Regions from separate parts of the Bombyx mori genome. Here region 1 is linked to region 2. A link is a contact called in public Hi-C data. All regions are on one chromosome and are shown on one strand. Each heading gives the region's core, a stretch centred on a gene start, on an enhancer-like site or on the middle of the called end of the contact. The rest is flanking DNA. Distances are from core to core; before and after follow the strand shown. Region 1 holds the start of LOC105842657 (protein winged eye). Region 2 overlaps LOC105842657 (protein winged eye).

Region 1 (5,595 bases), core at 1,831-4,330, 39 kb before region 2:
TCGGTCGAATATTACATATTTTATCGCTGTTACTAAGTAATAATTATAACATTTAGTTCCTTACCGATCAACAATTATATTTAAAAGACAAGGGTATTATAAAGAATTTAAATTATAATACAAGAAATTTCTTCAATCAGGTATGATAATGCCCACGTTCCTAAAACGGTTTAGTATTTATTTTTGCGTAACAAACCTCGCAGGAATACAGAGACTAGATGTGGGTAGCCCTTAAGAAACCGTTTATGGTTCGAACTAACTTCGAACACATAATTTAGAATAGATAATAACAGAATCGGATGCCTAGATCGTAGCTTACCATTGAAGAGAGTTCTGCCGGCCTCTGTATGGACTGGCTTACTGACCTTGGGAAGCTCGGTAATTGAATTAACTTAATGGTGATTATCGTTACATTATGTAATGTAATACATGGCGTCAATCTATTAACGCTATGAGGTTGCAGGCAGCTATGCACCACAAGAATGTGGCTAGTGGTAAAGGATGTTGAAGCTGATCTTGGTAGCGCTCAGGAAGGAGCTGTCCTTGAAAAGGGAAGGAAGCTAGGAAACTGGAAGAACCTACGTGCCCTCAGCACTCCTTCTAAAGGCCACGAGGTTTTTTTTTATTGCTTAGATGGGTGGACGAGCTCACAGCCCACCTGGTGTTAAGTGGTTACTGGAGCCCATAGACATCTACAACGTAAATGCGCCATCCACCTTAAGATATAAGTTCTAAGGTATCAAGTATAGTTACAACGGCTGCCCCACCCTTCTAACTGAAACGGATTTCTGCTTCACGGCAGAAATAGGCAGGGTGGTGGTACCTACTCGTGTGGACTCACAAGAGGTCCTACCACCAGTAAAAAGGTCAGGTCAATATTTCTCTCTGCCACAAGCTCCAGGTTCGATCATGGGTCACAGACAGTTTTTTGTCAAATAGATTTATCGTCCAAGGTCTGGATGTACTTACTTATTATTGTAGGCATATTTCCAATTCTCACAACACAGGAGAAAATCGTTGGGAACAAAATTTCAAAACAAAACACTTCGATCAATAATACTACTAGATTAAGGATCAGGAACAAAAATAAGACGCTCGAGTGGCCACGTTTTCAGACACGAAAACATCTTCATTTCTTAGAAAAAAGGTTGATTATGTTAACGACTTCAGTTTATTATAAACCTTAATGCTTAAACATAAAGTTTAATTACCATTGCAAAATATATTTATTTAGGTCCTTTCGTCAGAGAAAGAATATTGTGGCATAAATTTAAAATGTCACTTGAACATAAAAAGTCATCAGTACAAAAATATTTATTCTAAAATGATACATAAAGCCTAATTTATAAGGTTAAAAATATTTGTTTAAAATTTCGTGCTTATTGTATTGTGGAACTAGATGTAGTTCTTGGTATTACATTTCAATGCTCAGAACACAGTAAGTATTGAAAGACGTAGAGTTGCAGAATATATTTGTTTTAGGTTTGTTTTGTATGGTCGCAACTATTTTTGACCGATTCAAAAAATTAGTAGATAATATTTTACATTGCCGCTATTACAACAAATAGGTAATAAATAATAAAATTGAATAAAGTAAAAAAAAATATGAAAGGAAACAAAGGAACAACAACGTTTTCCACGTATACTTTTTACAGAAGTAATTAAAACAATATTATTACTTTTTGTTTAATTACCTTTAAACAGATTCAGCTTGTTATATAGCTGTTTTTTAGAAGTAATTTTTATATGAGCGGTTTATTTTTTACAAATATAATTAATCTTATATTAAAGAATTTTTCTATAATCAGTTTAATTTAGGCTTATTTTATGGCTGTGTTCGTTTCCCCTAGAAAACAAATCCTTTTCAGCATATACGCTTAAAATATTTACACATACATATAAAGTTTTATAATACTTTTTTGCATTGATTTGCCACCACCATTGAACAATTCTAGAATTATTATATATTATATATTATAAGGGTTCTATAATTCTTATCCTTTTTCTTTCGCGACTATATATATCCATTGTGCACAGCGAAAAGGGGCTACTAGGAAATCTACAAACAAAAATAACATTATAAAATAACAAAACTACTCTATGCATTCCCTGTTCAAGAATAGGTGATGTTTGTTACAATAGTTGGTGCCTTGTTGCAAACATTGGCCAAACAATTACAATATTCGTAAATTGTATTTTATTTACTATATAATTCTGTTTATTATTTTATGAAATTCACTTCATAATATTAACTTACCAAAAAAATATATTCCTTCCAAAACCTTGGTGTTACGGTGGTTTTTTACTCCGTTTTTGAACGCGCAGTGCAGCGTTTTGACGTCTTAGTGTTGGCTATGATTGGACTATACTAATTTGAAATAAGACCACAAATTTATTTGTGGTCTTATTTTTCGGGCCGTTTTTGAAGCGCTAATCGCGAATCTAGTAGTATTATTGATCGAAGACAAAACATATCGTCTTTTATGTCAGCTGCTTCGCCTTAAGATAACGCGATTGCATCTTATATTTATGCCGAGCTTATCAAATACATACTAAATTTGATCACTTCTGGTTCGAGAACGGACTCCTTCCACTTCCACATAAGGTTAGTGCCTAGTGTGTGCACCGACTGTTAGAGATCATGAAATCAACTTTGATATTATCTTAAATATCGTGTATAACGCGTACGTGCTACAAGAAAATTGTGATCAAAACCTTGTTCATTCTAGGGTGTTTCACCCGATGCAAAATTGGAATATTTGCAAATGGTATCTGATCGTTGTTACATTACAAATTGAAGTTCATTCATAAGAGTTCCGAAGCGGTAACGGTAAGGTCAGCTCGGTGTAGATTTTTTTACTAAAAACCGTTTTCAGAAGCCTAGAAATAAGCAAAGTTTCGAAAGACCGTTGCTTCGTTTAGGGAATGGCGGAATCCTTACAATGCAGGTTGTATACAAAACTTGTTTGACGAGAATCGAGAAAAAAAGTGGCGGGCAAGTTCGCCTACAATAGCATTCCGCGCGGCGGCACCGCCCGCGCCCCGCCCCCCGGCCCCTGCCCGCGCGCCCCGCGGCCACCAGTCCGCCACCGAGCGTGCCCGCGTGTGACTGCATATCACGAAAATGTGCTTCCTTTCCAACATACATCATAAACAAAACACTAAGTGAACCTATAAACTTACGTTTACCTTAACAATACAGTGAAAAATGTAACTGTACTTTGATTTAACAATTTATATTATATTTATGTTTATACTAAATCAAACGAGTTGATTTTAAAACAAAAAAACGTACTTCTAATGGAATGCATTGAAAGATAGTAGAAACCGGTAATCTGTGTTGTGAAAAGTTTTGTTCCGGAAGATTCCCGTTTGTGCAAACACGGTTCTTACTTGTTATTGATTTTCGTGTCACTATTCTCGAACAGCTGTTTTAGGATCCGGAAGAGCGTACATTTCGGCTAAGTTATCGTACTTTAAAAATATGATGCGGAAATTTCAAGTGAAGATTGTTGTGTGAAAAAACCATAGAAATGTGTAGGTGCTAAAATACCACTGATTCAAAGAAACAACAACAGAGGATTAAATTTTATTGTAACTCGAAAAAAAATTGTGATGTGGCCGTAGTGAATAGTGAAGTGTAACTGTAAGATTTTAAAATAAAAAGAAATCGAATTGTATATTTTCGTCGGCAACGTATCGATAGAGTGCAGGATTTGCACCATAAGAATCGAGTGTAAAACTGTGAACTAAATATTGGATTTTCCTCGACAACTTGGATTTAAACCTGAAAATAAGGTAAAGACAATTTTATAATTGTAAATATATTAATATAGAGAAGCTTTTTAAATGGATTTCTGTGAGCGGCAACGCCGTTTTGATGTTGCCGCTACAAATAATAGGCCTAAACGTTCACCGGCTGAGACTGAGTCAGAGCCACAAAACTATTTGTAAAACTAAAAAACAAATAAATTAGAAGTAAATTTATAAACAACTCTGGGAAAATGAAATCCGATAAAAGTTAAAAGAAAGCTTTTATTAATATTCTCACTAGAAACATAATTATCGATTTTATTCACAATTCGGATAATAAAGCCATAATAGGTATGCAAATACTTTCTAATTTATTATTTTTTCACATTCATATTGTTATTTTAATTCAGAACATCACTTTTTTAATGTTCGCATTGGCTTAATGTTTATATTTGGCATGACGGGCTGACATGTTCAAAATTAGTAGACCTCCTTAAATAATTTAAAGCCAAAAAAGTGTTTTATAGATCGTGCTTTTAAATTAAAAATGAAATAAATTTGAAATGCATCCTTAACACAATGGCGAATAAGATATGGACTACTTTACATATTCTGTTTAGTATTGAGGAGTTTCGCGAGTCGCACATGATTAAAATTTAAAACTAATTTTACATTTTTATTCTTTTAATTTATTTGTTTTTATTTATTACACTTCATGTAAAATTTACATTGGCGGACTTAATGCCTAAGGCATTCTCTACCAGTCAACCAAAGGTAGTGCAGAGTGAATAGTGGTATGTGCAATGAAATTTATATTAAGTTACAAATACATACACAAAAAAATACACACATACATACATACATACATATAATAGTTTATACAGTATTAAAAGGAATATATTAATAAATTTTGTGATTTCCAATGTTTTAATTGTTTTAAAGTTTTCGGGATAACGCATATTTAAAAAGTTCCAATTACCTCTCTAATAAAATAGGTAATTAAAGGAAAATTACCCAGTATCTCAGGGTTTGACAATTTGCTTGACTTGAAGATGAAAAATCCAACAGAACGAGAAAATTCGATCTAGAAGCTACTGTGTCAATTGGCACCCATACGATTTAAGCACTCATTAGAGAAAACAAATGTTAATTTAACGTAAGCGTTTAAATTTAAAAAATATACCTAAATTTCATTAGAGATTTTAATTTCAGAACTGTATAACTCCAGATCCCAAATACTGTTGGAAATTTTAGCGTGTAAAGAAACGTAAATGAATTTTTTTTTTCAATTATATCAAAGTGGTACTAGCACTGATAAATAAAACCTCAGTTTGCGCCCACGAAAAATGTGAAGGACTCTAAACGTTGGAAATTGTAAAGTTGAAACGATAAACTCAAGATGACGATAAAAGTGGCTTTAATGACGATTTTTATTTATCAACTTCTACACTACACACAGAAGTTGACTCAACGGACATTAAAAAAATGTAATGAATTAGGAAACACTATGGTCATCAAAATGTTGACAGATACATAAATTAAAATAATAACTGTTGTAATGATTCATGTATCATATTCTATAAGGATTCATGTAATTAATTTTATCAGTTACTTATCTAATTAGTCTCTTTAACGTTTACAATTTACATTTCACGTTCTGCGATGGGAATCAACTTTTGTAGGTACAATGCGTAATGACTGCCGGAAACATTAGGAATTGTTTACAATCCTATAACATTATATGAGTCAACTAGATTACGGAATATATAGTACTAAGGACAAATAGACAGTAATGAGTCCTAGTTAACTTGATTTTCAGATGCTTTATATATAACGGCGATC
Region 2 (5,346 bases), core at 2,832-5,331:
ATGATAGCGAAGAAGCGATAAGAGAATACTTCAAAGAAAGAGGAAAAGCAATTATTTAGTAAGAAATTTAGATCATTGCAGTTGTCCGTGAATAACTGAACTGTAATGTATTCCAATTGAAGGAAACGGTAAAATGTATTAAAGCGGTGAGATTTTTTTAAATCACATATAATTTAAATTTAAATAAACATGACCATCTCTTAATTGAATAAATATAAAAACTATCGCGCATTTGAATACCGAAAATACACGATCTAAAATAGAAACCAGCGTATCGAATAACCATAAAAATACATAATTAACTCGGTAACGATCAATAGCGCCGCTGATGAAATATCTGAATCTTTTTTTTAATAACTTTGCGGTATCATTGTTCATGGACATGACCATTGACAGAGCATACAGGGAGACATATTTTCAAGTAAACTCGGATCTAACCCGTTTTCCGCTTTGGAATTATAACATAGTGTAAAAAAGAAACCCGCTAAAAATCACTGGTGGTAGGACCTGCGAGTCCGCGCGGTTAGGTACTACCGCCCTGACTGTTTCTGCCGTGAAGCAGTAATGCGTTTCGGTTTGATGGGTGAGACAGCCGTTGTGTCTATACTGAGATCTTAGAACTTAAATCTCAAGGTGGGTGGTGCATTTACGTTGTACCCACCAGGTGGGCTGTGAGCTCGTCCACCCATGAATGAAAAAAAAAAGATATCCGCTATTGGCCAGAGTGTTGTGTCTGCAAAAGTAAGATCATCTGGCTTATTTCTGCCGGGAATACCTCATTCGCTTCTGCTAAATAGATGTGATAGCTCATACAGTTTCTTTACTTTCGTTACTCATAATTGTCTGTTAAATGTGACGAAAAGTTTCCTACATGATACTAGAATGCAGACTACTTTTTACTCGGCACAAATCCAAAACCAAAGTTAATAATGATTTCAATATGCTACATTAACCGACCTTTTATCTATCTCAGTTATCTAAACGGTTTTTTAATTACTTAGTTTTACCGAGTTCTCGGAAATAAATTTGCTATTTGAGATCCCGGAAGACATTTATGTACCCTCTTTCCCAATCGGTATTGGAACTTTATGAGGCGTTGCAAAGCTCGCACCCACAGTTGAGATCATATGTCTGCTTACATTTACGTGGGATCGCGGTAAATCCGTCATAAATAAGTCATTCCATTGACATTCTACTTTAAAATCAAATAATGTTAAAATTATATTTATTAAATCTAATTATCGATATCCGATATTTGCATTGACACCGCATCCCTAGCGCACCGCTGTCATGATAATTTTTTTCCTGCATCCCACGAATTATTCTATTGTCATTTTTTTTTTCAAGGGCCCGAAGGTCGCCTTATCGCGGGCCCTATCCTAATCGGAATTTTCGGTTTAAGGATACTAGAATTTAAAAGTTACCTTCACTGAATTTAAATATTAAAGGAATATAAGATTTTTGATGCAATAAACACTTGTTCATATTTGTTGAAAGAATATTTTTACGGTACGATTTCAGACCACCTTCCTTTTAGTGGTTGATTTTTTTTTTTATTGCCCTTGTAGGCAGACGAGCATACGGCCCACCTGATGGTGAGTGGTTACCGTTGCCCATGGACTTCAGCAATGCCAGGGGCAGAGCCAAGCCGCTGCCTACCGCTTAATACTCCACAAGCCTCGTTTGAAGAAGGACATGTCATAGCGCTCGGGAAACACCGTGGAGGGGAGCTCATTCCATAGCCGGATAATTGCGAACTAGCAGTTAGTCTTGAATATTCTCGATAAAACCTTACAATTTCTTTGACTAAGTTATTGTGATTAAGCAACAGTCATTTATATGATAAAAAAGGGAAGTATCATCTAGTATCATAAATCTATTTTTCTTTAATCAGACGCTCCTTATATTTGAACCTGATGACCTAAATAATAATTAAAATAATTCTCTATAGCTTGGAATTTTTGAACGACACTTAATATCCAAGTAATACCTTGGCAACGCGGACGTAATAAAGTTATTACCATGCCTTCCCGTCACCAGATAAACTGTAATGTATTAAAACGTCACACTTTCTATATTTCGAATATAATCGTGCGACTTATGCGTTTTCTGTTATTTTTTATTGCATTGTTTATATGTGAACTAGCTTACGGCCGTCTGATATTACCGGAGCTCACAGAAATCTCAACGTTAATGCCACCCACCTTGAGACATGAGGCTGTTTCCAATTGTACCGCTATCCCGCTCGTCATGTAGGTATAACCTAAAAGAAGCTAAAACTCTCTCATTTTTGAAGGCTTGTACAACGCTTATTTAACTTAAATTTAACAGCTTTGACTAAAAGCTAGATAGATCATGGAAGTAAACAGGCCATTTTAAAACTTTTAGAGTAATAGAATTTCGTGAAAGTATGGTGTGTGGCAAACCAACTAACTCCAATACCCGTAGGCGGAGCGCCCCCACTAACACGTCAGCAAGTACCAGGACAATATAAAGTAGAAGAGTTCAGAATTATGCCCAAGCAAAAATTTATATGAACGTATTGAGACTAAAAATTTTCGTTTCTTTCTGGTAAGTGAATAGAATAAAGTTTTAATAATAAAAAATATCATTTCGACGCATTTGAAGCGAAAGTGAGTTTTTATTTTATTTTATGATTTAATGATTACTGGTGGCCCGGAGGCCTTTCCAGCTTCACCAGCACAGGTGGGCGAACAAAGGCTCAGCCAGGAGGGGTGGGATTTGCTAACAACTGCCCGAGCGCCTCCGAAAGAGACCTAACAACTTAAGAGCAATTGCTTCGTGAATGAATCTACTACATGAAATATATATTACTAGCGACCCGCCCTCGCTTCGTTTCCGAAACTGTATTTTATTATTGATTTCTACACTATTTAATGTATTTTTTAGATTATTTTAAAGATTTAAGCATACACAGGAACAGAGAAAGCGACTTTGTTTTATACTATGTAGTGTGAGGGGGAGGGTGATAGGAGAGATGTGCTCCGCACTAAACGCTTCAGTTTCCCCCCTTTGCCTTTTCATGAGTTCTGTTTCATGCGAGGTTCGGGCGAGGGTTGTTGAGCGACAGGAGGTTTTTAGTCGGTTCGACTCCGATATCCCCGGGGGGCGGAAGACCGGCGGTTTCCTCCAGACAAAAAAAAGTATACATATATTTTCAAAAAATTAAAAAACATCATAGGTATATTTAAGCAAAACCGCAATAATCACATTTGCCTTAAGCACAATGTAGCGTATATTGTCGGTTTACTAACTCTCCCAATATCTCTGCCGAAATGTAATGATGCGCTCTTGAACTGAAGTCTCGGGACGTGCTCACGACTCGGGAAACCGCTTAACAAGCTTAACAACAACTGGACTATTTTGCTCCAAACTGACGTTTTCAAATGTGAAATTTAAAGATGGCATATTTTTCGGACGATTTTTGTGACACTGTCGAAAATATTACGGCGTGAAGAGATTGAAAAGAAAGAAAGAGAGAGAAAGAAAAAAAATTGAAGCACACAATGCATTTCCAATATATGCCCTAGCCGCACAGAGTGGCGTATATTTACTCACACGTACTAAAACTACGAATGTTACTTGTTATGATTATAAAATGTATATGTACATACTAGCGGACCCGACAGACGTTGTCCTGCAAAAAATCCAAACCCATCCAGGGCGGCACCCAAACGCATTCAAAAAAATTCATTCAAATCGATCCAGCTTTTTAAGAGTTCAGTGACATACATACACACGTACAGTAAAATATCTATATAAAATAAATTTGTAAATAATGAAGATTTTTTTATAATATAAAATGCTCTAAGTAAGTTTAGTGAACTTAACAAAAAATTTTTGCTTACTACTAATTTCTAAGTGGGAAGCGCTTTGTGGCGTGAATAGACAGTACAGCGGTGCAGATCCGAAGAGGCTCATGGAGAGAACGTTCTCAAAAATGTAGCAAAACATTAAATAATTGGAGCGACGTTGAGAAACGTAATGTAGTTAGGGTGCACTAATAACTCCTCGGGTACCAGGGCCGCATAATGGGAGGGAGCTATCGTCTGCAGGAAACCCTAAATAAACACGCAATTATGTATAATCCGGCTCCACTCTCACTGCAGCGCGGTGAAAAACCATACGGTACCGACACAAGAACAAATCACTTTGTACACTAATACCAATAATAAATATAAATACCTATAGTTTTTATACAAAAAATATTGCGTAAATATTAAAACGAGCTCACGGCTTATCTGGTGTTAAGTGTGTGCCATCTGTATACATTACAACGTTAATGTTGCCAGCCACTTTGAGACATGAGGCCTATTGCCCCAATTATATTGTATAGCGGCTGTCCCACTCTTTGAACCGCATACCGTGATTGTTTCATAGGCCGCATGGTGCGATGGTGGTGTTGTTATGTTATTTTACTATACCGCCAATCAAAGATGTAGAATAAATAAATAGATAATACTTTAGTTACCTACATTTTAGGTAATAATTGCGATAGTTAGTAAGTTCTTTTTAATATAGAGAGGGTAATTAAAATGCAACGTGTATGGTCTCTGGCAACTATTTGATACCCGGCGAGTTGAAATCTTGTCCCATCTACAGCTAAACCAACAAATCGGATCGATCTCACGTTTATAACAAATCATGAAACCGTATTAACGACTTGAAGACTTTTGTGACAGCGACGAATTATATTGAAGAAAATAATAATAATCCGTTAGTTGTTTCTCAGTCGGTACACGGTTGTCATAGAGTGGAATTATAGCGCTGCGCGGAGGGACTTTCGCTTCGGCCGTTTCACCGTAGTACATTCACTTTATATACATACAACGTGTACCGGGCGTTCTGTGCGCACCGGTGATCCCGGGCGATGTAATTGTGGCACGATCGATTGATGTGAAGCTGTTTCAATTTGTTCGCTGCCCTAGTTGGTCAGCGGAATGATCAAGCGTGGCCCAGGGACGCGAAAACTAAATTACACCTCGTTTCCGTCATTGATACGGTGTACCGTGAGCTCCCAAGGCTAGATTTTTTTTTATTGTTTAGATGGGTGGACGAGCTCACAGCTCACCTGGTGTTAAGTGGTTACTGGAGCCCATAGACATCTACAACGTAAATGCGCCACCCACCTTGAGATATAAGTTCTAAGGTCTCAGTATAGTTGCAACGGCTGCCCCACCCTAACGCATTACTGCTTCACGGCAGAAATATGCAGGGTACCTACCCGTGCGGACTCACGAGAGGTCCTACCATGTGTAGGCGAACTTATTAGGCTTAGTCTGAGAGACTGCTAACATCTGTCCTAATAAGAGCAGTGCTGCGCTG

Evidence for each region. Hi-C and Micro-C count contacts between places; a contact is called where the count stands out from the background.
Region 1: a contact with region 2 is called in a Hi-C map of whole pupa, with 1.8 times the contacts expected there. The contact joins the promoter of LOC105842657 here to the enhancer-like site in region 2. A contact is called at or near these places in 2 of 7 Hi-C or Micro-C datasets (posterior silk gland and whole pupa).

Annotation. Positions count from the first base shown.
Region 1 is chr17:15,716,375-15,721,969 of ASM3026992v2, reverse strand. LOC105842657 (protein winged eye) reads left to right here and starts at 3,080. Exons shown (of 14, transcript XM_038017000.2): 1 at 3,080-3,798.
Region 2 is chr17:15,678,631-15,683,976 of ASM3026992v2, reverse strand. All of the region lies in intron 1 of LOC105842657 (protein winged eye), which reads left to right. Among protein-coding and RNA genes, the nearest start is that of LOC101743649, 16 kb to the left of the region's middle. Within about 2 kb of position 4,081, at least 5 of the 8 cell types and tissues checked have open chromatin away from gene starts, as enhancers often do.